Linked DNA regions of Zea mays: region 2 is linked to region 1. A link is a contact called in public Hi-C data. All regions are on one chromosome and are shown on one strand. Each heading gives the region's core, a stretch centred on a gene start, on an enhancer-like site or on the middle of the called end of the contact. The rest is flanking DNA. Distances are from core to core; before and after follow the strand shown.

Evidence for each region. Hi-C and Micro-C count contacts between places; a contact is called where the count stands out from the background.
Region 2: a contact with region 1 is called in a Hi-C map of leaf, with 6 times the contacts expected there. The contact joins the promoter of LOC103637728 here to the promoter of LOC100272484 in region 1. A contact is called at or near these places in 2 of 25 Hi-C or Micro-C datasets (bundle sheath and leaf).

Annotation. Positions count from the first base shown.
Region 1 is chr1:104,633,844-104,636,538 of Zm-B73-REFERENCE-NAM-5.0, forward strand. LOC100272484 (Protein HAIKU1) reads right to left here and starts at 1,373. Exons shown (of 1, transcript NM_001146955.1): 1 at 42-1,373. The coding sequence starts at 1,226. The coding sequence ends at 300.
Region 2 is chr1:104,947,406-104,950,100 of Zm-B73-REFERENCE-NAM-5.0, forward strand. LOC103637728 (probable xyloglucan endotransglucosylase/hydrolase protein 27) reads right to left here and starts at 1,301. Exons shown (of 4, transcript XM_035964065.1): 1 at 1,171-1,301; 2 at 861-1,079; 3 at 591-691. The coding sequence starts at 1,038.

The DNA.
Region 1 (2,695 bases), core at 123-2,622:
AAGTAGAACATGTCCAGAATTTGCATCTAAGAGAAGTGAATGAATTGAAATATTTCACAGTTATACAATTACAAATATATAACAAATCTCCTTTTACATACCGACTAATCAACCACAGCACAGAAGCAGTAAGTAGCAGCAATAAATATGGGAGTCCAAAGTTACAACCCACCTGTGTGTTTCTCCAGCCAAATCCGGCGGACGACCCAACCGACCTCACCGTGGCTACGTCCCTACCGTCAAATGTTACACGGCCGCCTTGCTCAAGAGGGGCAGCTGCTGTGGAAAACACAGACTTGCTATATATCTCTCCACCTTGGGCTAAGGCTCGGCAAGAAGCCTGATGGAGAAAGGAGCCCAGACGGCGACTGCGGGAACCAGAGACCCGGCGACGGCGGCGGCGGCATGGGTCCTGGGCCAAGGATGCCGGTCCCCGCCAACGGAGACAGCGCGGGGAAGTTCGGCGTGAGCGGCGGCGGGTGCTGAAACCCTGGCGAGAGTAGCGGATAAGGTGACCTGGGCGTGGGCGAGAGCAGGTTGAGGAAGCTGCTTGGGGAAGGGAGTATCCCAGGCGACGGTACAGGCGGGGGATGAGGATGTGAAGGCTGGTGGTGAGGGTGTGGCAGCTGTCCCGCAGCTGCAGCTGCAGCCGCCGCCGCCGCGGCAGCGGCTCCCGGTGGGGTGGCGCTGAAGAGGGAGTTCTCGAGGATGCGCATGTACGCTGAGACTGGGGAATCAGCCCAGGCAGGGCCGGGAGCGGGCATGTGCTGTGCTTGGGGCTGCGGCGGCGGCGGACGGTGGAAGACGGGGTAGTTGTGGTTAGGGTTGTGGGGGACGGCGTGGTGGTTGGGATGGACGGGCGGGGGCCGGGCGACGGGGGTTGCGATGGGGGGCGGGCGGATCCTCTGGAGGCGCATGGAGGGTGTCTTGGGCTGCGGCTGCGGCGGGCGGTGGGCGAGCTGGTGGTGGTGCTGCGGCGGCGGTGGGGACGGGGTACCGGCGGTGAGCTGCTGGACGATGTCGCGGAACTGGTTCTTGCTGATGTTGTAGACCTGCGGCTGGGGCTGGGGAGGGCGGTTTGCGGCGGGCTGTGGCTGCGGGGGCGGCGGCGGCGTGGCCTTGCGGATGGAGCGGCCGAGCTTGTTGACGCCGAGGTGCGGGTTCTGGCTGCCGGCGGAGGTGGTGCTACTGGCACTGCTGCTGTTGTTGGAGGTGGTGCGATCCATGGGAACGGGTCGGGGGTGAGGACTAGGAGCCGATTGATTGGGTGGTCAATTTTGGGAGGAGCAGGGAGATGAGGGCATGGGCGCGGTCCGCGGCGAGTTGATTGGGCTGGGTGTGGCGTAAGCGGAGGGGGAGGGGGCGGTGGACGGGACGAGCACGGAAGAGGAGGGGAGCAAGTGGAGGAGCGAGCGCGGAGTAGGTTGCTTTGCTTCAGGGGCGAGGGAGACCAGCTCGGTTGATTCGCGTCTTTGCCGCTGCCCACTGGCCACTGCCGCCGTCCGCCGATGGATCGAGTGGCAGACTAGCTGCCGGCCAGCAATTCCGTTTGTCCACTACGATTCCATTTGCTCCGCAGCAATACGTATTTTGGTGTCTGGACTTTTTGCATTTCTTCAACTTCACCCAGCTTTTGCCCTGCACTTTCCTGTAACTATCAGCAGCAACCCATGAGTTATGGCGTGATGATGATGGAGGTTAGTGACCATGAGCAACAGGCAACAGCGAGTATTACGGAAATGTTTACATGACTACGATTTCGTTGCCGCATGCTCAATGCTGAGGTGTTGCTGACCAATTCGCTGAATTCTCTACGGCACATCGCATTTATCAGGTATTTATTAATACTGTCAGTGGGGCTCAAGATGAGACTTTTAGCCCGGCCTGCATTCATTCTAAATTTTGTCTCTTCCAAACCTCTAAAATTTATAGTACTGATTAGGAGCTAAAATTAGCTATTTTTTAGCAGATCAGCTAATGTACGAGCTAATTCATAGTTATGCCTCTTAAACATTTGGTAGTTGCTCTGACCCAGTTAAAATCAATTAACAACTTATTTGAGATAACAATTGGCTATAAAGGTTCGGAACAGAGAGTCTATACTTTCTAAATCATTATCTAAAAATTAATTTTGAATAAAAATATGTTTATACTTTTATGTTGAGTAGATTTTTTTATAACTCGTGCTATAGAGAGTATATCTTCAATCTCTATTTTTCTAGACACAAATAAATATATATATATATATATTTATATTTGATCATCTAATTAAATAGGCAGTTAGACAATCAAAATCTCAAAAACTATAAAGAATATAAAAAACTTTGCTTTTATTCGACTAATAATATTATTAATTCTGATGTTGTCTTGTTACCTCCATGGCGAGTGTGTGTCGCGCTAGCAGCATGCATGTCGGCATGCTAGCAGCCCACCTTCTCCTCGCTTGGTATCGTTGAGAACCAAATTGATCTTAGTATCGTTGAGCACCAAATTGACCTAAGTATTGTTGAGCACCAAATTGATCATGCGGACACTCCGCGGTCTGGATGGTTCACCGTTATGGCACGAACCGTTCGCGCGCGCAGAGCCAGTTAGAGTTCTAAATTTCTTGCGGGATTTGTTAGCTAAATCCGTGGAATTAGCTTGGGAGACGGTTTGTAACGGGTCCGAACCTCTCTCTCTATATATATGGAGG
Region 2 (2,695 bases), core at 51-2,550, 310 kb after region 1:
ATTTTAGGTAGGCATGGATAACCCTTTTGGGTCGTTGTCACAGAAAACGGAAGAAAAAAACCCAATATCTAGATAGTTTTTTTGCAACCACTCTTTTCTTTCCACGGCGTACTAGCTAGGGTACTTTCTGGTAACCAACTTGTGTAGTAGGCACGCCACACGCTTCGTGTAAGCAAGTGGCCCGGTGCACACATCTATATCAACACATTACTGTGTGTATATTTACACATGCATCTATTCATTATTATTTATTGGGGAATTTATTAATTAGCAATGTGTGGTATGGAAGAAGCCTTTAATTATTATTTTTTAAAATTAAAAATGGGCTTCATAGCTTTTATAAGAAGTATATGTAGGCACTCGTCAAATTCCACATAAAAACTTTAGACTATGTATATGTACGGATGAAGAAATCAATTAACATCGATCGAGGAGCAAGTCATCCTGAGAACTTTTGCTCCATGCCGCAGTTAGTCTTACTATTTGACATCATCAACCGCGACATATAATTAAGCATCTAGACAGGGATATATATCGATCGATAATGGAATTATTCGAGGTACGGTGGAGATAAGAACGAAGCGTCTTACGTAGAAGGCGACGACGACACCGGCGGTGTGATGGTCGGGCAGCTTGATGGAAGCGCTGAAGAATCCATGGTGGTAAGACGATCGGGACACGAACCCGGAGCCTGGCGGTGCATGGGCATCATGATTGGTGAATCAACAAGAAGCTACTAGAAGAAACCCGAATGGAGAAGAAGAGGAGGAAGAAACAAATTTGAAGAGCGGGGACGCAGTAGCTAGAGCTAGCTAGCTAGGTAGGTAGCTGCAGAGGATTATTCCTTCTGTACGTCTTACCGGTGTGGCGGTCAAGTTTGAGGCGGACGGAGCGGCCGCCGGGCGACGGTACTAGGTTGCCGCCGCCGAACAGCGGCATGTAGCCGGCTTCGAACAACGTCACCGGCGACGACGCGGCCGCGAGAGCCGCCGCCCAGCTGAGCATCAGGACGGCGAGAGCAGCACTCGATGATGCCATGGCTGCTAGCGACCGTATCCCGCCCGACTAGCGCACACGTCCTATATATATATATGCCCAGCAAGGAGTCAAGCCCCTGACAGGTTGCATACATTTGCTAGCTATAAGGCTAGGGAAGCAAGCAAGAGCTACCACGGCCTCGCGCTCTGACTTGTTGCTTCGTCCTTGTGTCGTACCAGTACCAAGAGTAGAGACAAAGCGACGATGCAGCTTCATTTTCAAGTTTCGCCCCCATTGATTTGTTCGTATTGGGGATAGCTGGAATGAAGCCTTTGATTTTTGAAATTGTTGAGCACCAGATTTGGTACCTCGACGGCCGGACGGTCGGGCCATGTGGCCCAAACAATCCGAACGCCGAATGGTCGTCCACGGAAACTGTTGGAAACTTACTAGTAACGGGTTTAAACTCTCCCCCTCTCTATATATGAAGGGTTACGACCGATTGAAACATATAACAATCGATCTATTAATCCAATTTTAACTTATGTATGAGGAGTATGAGTAATTTAGCCATAGGGTCTCTTTGCTTGGGCTGTGGCTGTAAAAAAACTGTTGTGGGATGTGAGCTGTGAAAAAAGCTGTTGTGGGCTGTGAGCTGTTAAAAAACTAAAAACCGTTTGGTCGAAACTTAAATTCTTCGATATATGTTTTCACAGTTTCATTTGAAAGCCACTAAAAGCAGGACCAGGGGTGCTTTCAATTTTGCACTGCGAGAAAGTCGACTTTTAGAAAAAAACTGCTTTCTGGATCCAGTCCTTTAGTTTGGCTTTTGGTTTTTAAGGGACAAAAGTCAAACCAAACACACCCTTAGTATTAGTATTCTTCGACCTAAATCTTCACCTCTCTTGGGCTATACGTCGTTTAAAGACGTCTTAGGTGGCCTGCTGGTCACAAGACAACCTTAAGATCTTTCCTCCTCGATGGGTCCCTCCCGGGAGGCCAGATCCAGATTATGCAGAAGATTCACAAAGCCCTTTGCGCCCTTGCGGATAGTCTGTCGCCTATACGCAGACAGTTCATGTGCCCACGAGAAGAGCAGAGCTCTCTACGCAGAGTCGCAAATAGTTCACGCTCTCGCAGAGAGATCCACAAGGTCTCGTTCCCCACAAGCAGGATCTAAGGATCGTTGTTGTTTGGTATAAAAAGGTGTCAACACACTTTTTGGCGCTCGGGGAGGGATGACTACCTTTTAGATCTATTAGATTGGCCTCAATGGCCGGTTCTAAGGACCGTACCAACGTCACCCTAGGTAACATTGTCAGGGCAACTATGGATTCTAGCCATCATGGAACAACAGCGATTCGAGGATCTCTTGAAGCAATGGAATGACGATGCGCCCAACTGCACGAAGAAGCGAAGTAGAGATTCTTGTCACACTTCACGGCAGATAGACACAAGAAGATAGTCAAGCAAGGAAAGATCAAGCTCGACTCCTTTATACCTTCATTCCACGATAGCAATGTAGGTAATTCTGGTGATCAATCTATTAAGCATTCTGTGGAATTACAATGAGATTAGTCGGAACAACTTATAGGAGGAATAGAAGAAACACTAAAAAACTCACACGTGCATTCGAAAATCTCTAATATTCCAAGTTTTTCGTCTCGTGATGTCGCTATAGAGAAAACCTCGCTAGATGCATCAGTAACAAATTGGC